2 separate regions of the Mus musculus genome follow, and region 1 is linked to region 2. A link is a contact called in public HiChIP or PLAC-seq data. All regions are on one chromosome and are shown on one strand. The core of a region is the stretch at or near the end of the contact, and the rest is flanking DNA. Distances in the headings are between cores, read along the strand shown. Region 1 overlaps Fhad1 (forkhead-associated (FHA) phosphopeptide binding domain 1). Region 2 overlaps Fblim1 (filamin binding LIM protein 1).

What was found. HiChIP or PLAC-seq counts read pairs in DNA pulled down with a chosen protein or histone mark.
Region 1: a FOXA1 HiChIP or PLAC-seq map of pancreatic cancer cells shows a contact between it and region 2. The contact joins two enhancer-like sites. A contact is called at or near these places in 2 of 115 datasets of contacts at active chromatin or transcription factors (embryonic stem cells and pancreatic cancer cells) and 1 of 9 other capture datasets (liver).

The regions. Positions count from the first base shown.
Region 1 is chr4:141,925,883-141,930,143 of GRCm38.p6, forward strand. Fhad1 (forkhead-associated (FHA) phosphopeptide binding domain 1) reads right to left here. Exons shown (of 32, transcript NM_177868.4): 17 at 3,648-3,755; 18 at 2,498-2,602. It overlaps Gm35295 (a long non-coding RNA gene), which reads left to right. Exons shown (of 3, transcript XR_390916.3): 2 at 2,982-3,298. Among named protein-coding and RNA genes, the nearest start is that of Gm35295, 7.1 kb to the left of the region's middle. Within about 2 kb of position 2,834, at least 78 of the 459 cell types and tissues checked have an H3K27ac peak or open chromatin away from gene starts, as enhancers often do. A contact at or near this core is called in pancreatic cancer cells, where this site is marked.
Region 2 is chr4:141,576,571-141,580,983 of GRCm38.p6, forward strand. It overlaps Fblim1 (filamin binding LIM protein 1), which reads right to left. Exons shown (of 9, transcript NM_001163256.1): 8 at 4,413; 9 at 1-1,373. The coding sequence ends at 1,260. Among named protein-coding and RNA genes, the nearest start is that of Fblim1, 21 kb to the right of the region's middle. Within about 2 kb of position 2,556, at least 18 of the 459 cell types and tissues checked have an H3K27ac peak or open chromatin away from gene starts, as enhancers often do. A contact at or near this core is called in pancreatic cancer cells, where this site is marked.

The DNA of each region.
Region 1 (4,261 bases), core at 1,584-4,083, 350 kb after region 2:
AAAACTTGCCAGTCTATCAGGTACCTGGTGAGTTTTGGGCCATTGGCCATCTTTTTATTGAGCTATCTGAATTCCTCAGATGGTTTAGAGATTAACCAGTTCTCTGACCTGTGTCTCCAAAGTATTTCCTGCCCAGTCTAGGGGCTGTGTCTGCTTACTGTTCCCTCTGTCTGGCGGAAGCTTTTAACTTGTCCAGTTTTGTTTTTGCTTCTTTGGGGTTTGAGGGATTGCATATAGGATCCCTGCCAGAGTCGCACAGTGTTTGCTCTGCAGTCTGTTTTCTGTCCTGGTAGATGGTGGGTCCACTCAGGGTCGGGTGTTACTGCTCTTCCTGATGTGTCTGGTGCTGTCAGCCAGCTCTGAGGTCTCACAGCTACTTACTGCTTTTATTGGCCTGATGTAAGGGTGTCGCTAAGGATGTTTCTGGTTGCTGTAGAATTCTTTTTACGAGCTTGTGGTGGAGGTCATCTATGGGGTTGGTACCCAGAAAGGGCTTCATATCTGTGAGCTTGCTTGACATTTAACTATGGACTTGAACCCAGGGCCCTTGCACGTGCTAAGCAAGCCATGTATCTTTAGGTCTATTTTCAGGTCTCTCTTTACTTTTTATTTTGAGACATGGCTTTGACAAGTTTCTAAGCTGATCTTGAGTTTTAGCCCAGACTGGTCTTGAACTACCTCAGCCTCCGGGCAGCTGAGATTTCAGGCTTCCTCGGACAGCCCTGCTGTGCTGTGCTTTTACATAGTGACTACACAACCAGCAGGCTTTTCCTTGCCCCTGCAACTGCTAGGATAAAATTGTAGTTTATTTATTGATTCATGATAAACTTTTTAAAAAGATTTATTTTATGTGCATAGGTAATTTGCTTGCCAGTATGGCTGTATACTGTTTGTGTGCCTGGTGCCTGTGGAGGCCAGAAGAGGGCATTGGATGCCCAGAACGGGAGTTACAGATAGTTGTGAGCTGCCATGTGGGTGCTGGGAATCTAACATGGGTCCTCTGGGAGAGTACTCAGTGCTCTTAATTGCTGAGTCTTTTCTCTAGTCCTGATTATATATATGTAGACACACACACACATATGACAAGCTAGTAATAAGACATACATATACATATTACTAGCTTGTCTTTTCTAAACAATTTTAATTAATTAATTAATTAATTAATTAATTAATTAATTATATGTAAGTATGCTGTAGCTGTCTTCAGACACCACAGAAGAGGGCATCAGATCTCATTATGAATGGCTGTGAGCCACCATGTGGTTGTTGGGATCTGAACTCAGGACCTTCGGAAGAGCAGTCAGTGCTCTTAACCATTGAGCCATCTCTCCAGCCCTTTTCTAAAGGGTTTAAACTCTCTTCCTCACCCTACTGACTTATCCTCCTACCTCAACTTTTACTGACTTGTTCCTACCCCTTCCTTGGTGATTCATTTTACGGCATTGCAGGTTGCATCGTCCAGGAACCAAGGCAAAGAGACAGCTAGCTCCTTGGTCAGGCCTCATCTGAGCTCCAGGCCCTTACACGGGAGCGTGGCAGTCCTGAGTTCTGGATCCTTGCCTTACTTTGCTGGACTCTGCCGCCTCTGGACACCCACCCATCCATTAAGGCCTCCCATCAAGGTGGGGTCCAGAGCAGCTGTGTAATCAATCCTAAGGGCTTTGGTGACATAGTTTCTCATTAGGTGCTCATGTCCAAAATGCTCTAGAGTTATGTGGGCAGCTTGTTAAAAATACAGACTCCGGATCCACCCTGTAGCGGGGGCCCTCACCACACGTGCATGTCAATGTGTTTAAAGAAAACCCCTCAAAAATGGATGCAAAGAGACTTAGATGCCCTTCTTAGTCCACCAAGCCCTGAAGATCCTTCTAATACATACTTACATATTTAAATATTACATATTTAAATTTAACTCACATTTGCAAGGTTGGTTGTTGCTCATCTACTTTGACAGAGACTGGCAAAGGTGTGTGTGCCTATGTATATATGTGTGTGTGTGTGTGTATGTGTGTGTGTGTGTGTGTGTGTGTGTGTGTGTGTGTACATGTGTATGAGTCCCTTCCATGACGGGGACCCAGGATGAGCAAATAATACTGCAGTTTGTGAGACTGTGTGCAGCCGTCTCCTCATTACCCACCATGTCAGAATTGTGGGTCTTAACAGAAACCCAGGCCAGTATAATGGAAGAAGTGGTTGAAGATGAAGGGGTTAAGAGTCCTGGGTTTAGATCTTGCCCCATGCACTTCTAAGCCAGGAGCTAGTAACAGCCACAAGAGCAGCCGAGACGCGTGCACTGTGCGGAGGTCTGTCTGGTTATGCGCGGTGTGGTCAGCCGGTGTGTCTCTCTGAAGATCTGTGTTTCCTAAGTGGGAGCATCAAGCCACAGAGACGGCAAGCAGCCCACAGCCAGAGGGGAGCAGGAGGACGACCTGAAGCCTGGCTGCAGGGCCCAGCAGGCCTGCAGGAGCAATGGTCCTCTTGTCTCTGTGACTCCTACCTCTTTTTGCTTAGTCAGGCGATTCTCCAGGTCCTGTATTTTCCTCTTCTCCTTCTCTAGAGTGTCTCTCATCTTGAGTTTCTCATACGTGTTGTTCTCTGAGATCTGGAAGTCAAGGAGGGGTTTGGGGGTGAGCGCAGAAGAGAGGGTGTGGTGGGTTGGTTAAGAAAAGTCCCCCATAGGTTCATATAGGTCTTGTTGGAGAAACTCTGTCACTGGGGGTGGGTTTTGAGGTCTCAAAAGCCTACTTTCTTGCTTTCTGCCTTCTGATCAGGAAGCAGCCGTCAGCTACTTCTCCAGCACCATGAGTACTGCTGTGCTCCCACCATGCTCCTGTTGTGTTCCCATCATGCTCCTGCTGTGCTCCCACCATGCTCATGCTGTGCTCCCACAATGCTCCCGCCTCTGTGCTCCCGCCATGATGATAATGGACTAACCCTTTGAAACTGTAAGCAAGCCCCTAATTAAATGCTTTCTTTTATAGGGGTTGCCTTGGTCATGGTGTCTCTTCACAGCACTAACACAGTGACTAAGACAGAGGACAAATGAGCTGCACGGGGAAGCCAAGGTGAGTCACCATCAAGACCAGTGACTCAGAGGTTTGGGACAAGAAATCATGGAACGAGGTGCCTGCCAGAGTGTGAGGTGTGAGAGGGAGAGAGAGGATATGATGAGTCTGGTGAGCAGGGAGCCACGTGTCTCAGTTAGTCACAGGAGCACCAAGTGGGAGGGGCTTCTTGTTCCTGGAAACGACCTGGTCACAGAGTGTTCAGTCCCTGAGCTGAGCCACTGTCTAACCTGGTAGGTGTTGGCACGGGCACAGGTTCACCCTGGGAAGTCCCTGGCTTTCGGGGGTGGGGCAGAGTGCTTAGAACTGTTTCCCATTCCAGCTGGCACGACTCCTGGTAGCTTCAGAGAAGAGCTTTGTACTTTACATACGGCAACCTTTATCCCATCGAATGAGATCATTTAAATTCCCATTTTCCAGGGGTCTGAGCTCCCAGGGATCATCCGGGGTCAGCCACTGAGTGGCAAGTGTTGGCTACTTCCAGCAGCGGCGGTGGGTAGTGGCGTGACCTCAGACTGCATGGCTGCCGGGCACACCTGGCTGCAAGTCCTGCTGGGGGTGGGGGGCACTGGGCGCTCCTACCTCCTTCTGCTGGGTCAGCTGATTCTCCAGGTCTTGTGCCTTCCTCCTTTCTGCCTCCAGCATTTCCCGCATTTTTCTTTTCTCTTGAGCCACACTGTTCTCCAAGGCCTGAAAGGCACAGTCAATAATACCAGCTTCCACTTAGTAACAGGATGGGCAGCTGCGTCGCCCCCAGAATGACCTCATCCCCATGGCGCCCCTGTGGGGAGCTGCTGCCGAGGGCCCTTTCATTCTTTATTTGGGTTATAGATCAGGAAACCAGGAGCCAGAAGAGGTGAGGGCTCAGGGCTATGGCGGCGGCACCTGTTAAGAGGAAGGTCAGGGTCCTGAACACAGCAAACACTCGGGCTGAGTACAGAGGCTCTGGGAGGGACCAGGACCTGAGGGAGAAGACTCATTGGTGACGACCTTCTGACTAGTGAAGCAAGTTTCGGGAGGACGGAGGGGTGCAGATGAATGAAGCAGTCACCACTAGAATTCTTCCAGCATCTAGAAGGTTCAGGGTGAGCCTTCCGGGGATGTCTTGGATGAGGGGAGAGCTCCGGGTTAGCTCTCTGCTGTCCCTAGCCATGGAATGCCATCTGGTCCATCCATGTCTTGCTGTCTTTATTCAG
Region 2 (4,413 bases), core at 1,306-3,805:
CAAAGGCTCTTAATCCAGGTCTGGGAGCCCCTCACAGGAGCTCACAGGGTGTGGAAGCAAGCAGAGGCACGTGACCATCCTCCCTCCCATCCTGAGCCCAGCTCAGCACGGATTCTACAGGAAGGAAGGCTGGGTCGCCGCTACCTCACGTTCTATGCACTTATGATTTATTATTATTTTCTGAGACAAATCTCTGAATGTGGCCAAAACTGATTGGGAATTCTATGAAGTCTAAGCAGGTCGCAAGCTTCTGGCAATTTCCCCCAGCACTGGGATCACAGATTTGCACCACCAAACCCCAGTAGTTTGTGCATTTTAAGATTGTAGCTGTGGCTGCCTTCAAATGCAGAGATCCATGTGTCTCTGCCTCCCAAGTACTGAGATTAAAGGTGTTTGCCATTAGACATGGCTAAATTGTTTTTTTTTTTTTAATGTATGTGTGTGTGCCTGAGTGTAAGCGTGTACACCACATGCATTAAGGTTCCAAGGAGGCCAGCAGAGGGCGCCAGCTCTCCGGAAACTGGAGTTGCAGGACAGGTAGTTATGAGCCTCCATGAGGGATGCTGGGAAATGAACTCTGGTCCTCCGCAAGAGGAGCAAGAGCTCGCTCTTCATCACCGAGCCATCTTCGCAGCCCCTGAACCAAGGGAAGATGTTTACTGATTTTACCCCACCAAAAAAAGAAAAAGAGAAAAATTCAAAGATTTCTCTCCCCCAAATCCAAAGAATATTGTTTTGAATCTTTTAGTAGATCAGACTAGATTGAACATAGAAATCCACCTGCCTCTGCCTCCCAAGTGCTGGGATTAAAGGTGTGTGCTATCATGTCTACTACACACTTATATTCTCAAAAAATACTTTTTGGAGTGGCTGAGAAGGCGCACTTCAAACAACTTAGCTCTACAATCTAAGCTGAGGTCTCAGCGCCTTCTGCTAGGCAGCTAAGCATCATGGTCAGAGACACAGGTATCATCCTGAGACCTGTCCCCATAAACATGTCAGGGCAGCACTAGAGATGGACCAGGGTTGCAGTCTGGTGGTGAGAGGCCTCCTGGTCAATGAAGGGAGAGGAGTAGAAAGTCTGGGGGTGGGGGGTGCTGTGTACTAGGAGGCCAAAGCCCAGTGTCTCAAGCCTGTCTGTGCATTTAGACACTATGGGCTGAGCAGTGTGCTGGTGCCCAGTGAGGTTCAAAAAGAAAGTACTCAAGAAAAGTCAGGAGGGGAAACCAAGTCAGGGAAGGGCCAGCTATCGGGACTCTTCAGCAGCAACCAGCAGCACTCCGCTTCAGGTGACAGGGCTTGCAGAAGAGGTGGTCATTCAGTGGGTAGCAGCCTTGGTCGGTAGGTTCCACAGACAGGAGCACGCTGCAGTCCTGGGGATACAGAAGCAAGTGTGGGTGTCTCCAAGCCTGGATCCCGCCAGCACGGAGCTTCCCCAGGGGACCTCAGCTCCCCCCACCTTCTTCATTTAAAGATAGGATCTTTTTGTTTTGTTTTGTTTTGTTTTTCGAGACAGGGTTTCTCTGTGTAGCCCTGGCTGTCCTGGAACTCACTCTGTAGACCAGGCTGGCCTCGAACTCAGAAATCTGCCTGCCTCTGCCTCCCGAGTGCTGGGACTAAAGGCGTGTGCCACCACTGCCCAGCCTTAAAGATAAAAAGCTGGCTTCAAACTAAGTAGCCAAGGATGACTGAACTCCTGATCCTACCACCGCCTCGGTTTTGTTTTGAGAAAGACTCCCTCTACACATCCCAGGGTGCTCTGGAAAACTAAGTCTATCCCGGGCTGGCCTGAACTCCCGATTTTCCCACCTCAGCCTCCCAATATTAGGATGTCAAGTATTTGTCACCATGCCACCTTCAGGTTTTTCCAACTTAAATGGAGACTATAAGCTATCTCCCAAGACTGCTGTGATTTCCTAAGGTGATGCGTATGACAGTCTTATAATTAAAAAGCACTTTCCACCTCTAAGAATACTGTCATCTTTCCAACAACTGTAAGAAAAGACACGGACTGCGGACCAGAGTCAGGTGGTCATGAACAATAAATAGGTGGAGACCCTCTTCCCCCCTGGGAAAACTGGAACCCAGTTCTGTTCTGGGCTGCTATAGTTTGAGATTTACATCTGTGGGGTTGTTTGTTTGTTTTTAAGGGTCAGTTTAAGACAGGGTTTAAATGCAGTCCCAACTGAAATGTAATTTCCTGGAGTCCAAATCCTGACTTGCCAGGCAGCCTCAGCCAAAGTCACTGTGGACAGGAAATAGGGGTTATGTGCTTAGCCAAGCTTTTATGAAGGCTTGGTACTTTCGGACTCTATGGGGCTCTGGAAGAGCTAACAGCACTCAATCTTCCTCATTGGCCTCTCCTGATACATTATCAGCTGCATGGACCTTGAACTCTAACTGACAAAGTCAGAGACCCTAGGAAGTAATCAGTGTCTCTCCCAAGGTCCTCATGGCCCTGCGTTATCTTTTAAAACAAATACAAGAGAATAAATGTTTAGAATTACTCATTGCTGATTAAGGGGCCCTGCCCTGGGACTCTCCACACAAGTGAAAAACTACCACTTGTGTCTTTATCACCAGAGCACAGAAAGCTTGGAGCTACGGGGCTGGCAGTGTCAGGGAGGGAGTTAGGCAATTCTTGAAGCCCCACTGCTGGATCAGTCCCAAGATCAAAATGGCCGGGTGCTGGTGGCACATGCCTTTAGTCCCAGAACTTAGGAGGCAGAGGCAGGCGGATCTCTGAGTTCGAGGCCAGCCTGGTCTACAGAGTGAATTCCAGGACAGCCAGGGCTACACAGAGAAACCCTGTCTCGAAAAAGCCAGAAAAAAAAAGGGGGGGGAAGAAAGAAAGAAAAACTAAGTTGTAGTTACCCAGTTCTGATCACAGGCCCTTGTGTGAGCACTGTCCAATTGTCCAGCATTTCCTCTACCCTTCCTTCCTTTCTTCCTTCCTTCCCTTCCCTTCCTTCCTTCCTTTCTTTCTTTCTTTCTTTCTTTCTTTCTTTCTTTCTTTCTTTCATGTATGTGAGTATGCTGTCGCTGTCTTCAGACACACCAGAAGAGGGCATCGGATCCCTATTACAGATGGTTGTGAGCCAACATGTGGTTGCTGAGATCTGAACTCAGGACCTCTGTTAGAGCAGTCAGTGTTTTTAACTGCTTAGCCATTTCTCCAGCTGCCTTCTGTACCAGTTCTAAGCAGCCTCCCAGCCCAGCGCAGCCCAGCTGGTTCCTTCCCTCAGCCTGAAGTGCTTACCCCTTCCTGGTCCCATCAGCTCTCACCCCTTAAGCCTTCTGCACTCTAGACACACCTAGAATCTTCCATGTTTTGAGTCTTCAACTTGACACAGCTCAGAGTTATCTATAGGAGTCTCAATTGAGGGACTGCTCAGATCAGATCTGCCCGTGGCAGGTCTGTGGGGATGGGGACGGTCTCTTGATTGCTAATTTATGTAGGAGACCCCGGCTCACTGCAGGAAGTGCAATTCTGAGGCAGGGGACCCTGGGCTGTATAAGAAATCTTCCTGAAAGGATGCCAGAGCAAGAGAGTTTGGGCCAGTAGGCAGCATTCTCCCATGGTTTCTGACCCTGGTTCCTGCTTTGATTTCCCTTAATGGCGGATCTTTTCCTCAACCAACCTGCTATTAATTATGGTACGTATCATGGCAACAAACCCATGCCAGGCCAACCAGGAGCCTTCTTGGCGGTGGGGGTAGAACCCCACAGTGGAGTCTACTTTGGGGGCTTCTAAGGATGCAAACCTGAGCCAGCTATGCCCATGTGCTGTGCCGACACTCAGAAAACAAAGTAAAGGCAGGAACAGGAGGTAGAGTGATAGCCCAGGGATATCACTTGCTAACGATGCTGTCACCACCCACCATTCTGGAACATATTCTCTTTCCATAGTAAGCAATGTGAGCACACAATTAACTGTGATATATAGCCATGTGTGGTTGGTTTGTTTTTGTTTTCGTTTTCTCTGAGAGTGGGTTGATTTCTCTGTGTAGCCTTGGCTGTCTTGGGGCTCGCCTCAAAATCAGAGTTCCAACTTCCTCTGCTTCCTGTACTGGGATTAGAGGCGTGCGCCATCATGGTCCAGTTTGCCACCTATGGTATTTTTTTGTTTTTTGTTTTTTTGTTTGTTTGTTTTTTGGTTTTTCAAGACAGGGTTTCTCTGTGCAGCCCTGGCTGTCCTGGAACTCACTCTGTAGACCAGGCTGGCCTCGAACTCAGAAATCCGCCTGCCTCTGCCTCCCAAATGCTGGGATTAAAGGCGTGCGCCACCACGCCCGGCTCGCCACCTATGTTTTTATCTCCATCTTTCTCAGCCTCTGCTGAGGGCAGTGAGCAGGAGAGATTCTGGCACAGGGCTGCCCATGGCCACAGCCCTTCACCTCAGCTCCACTCACC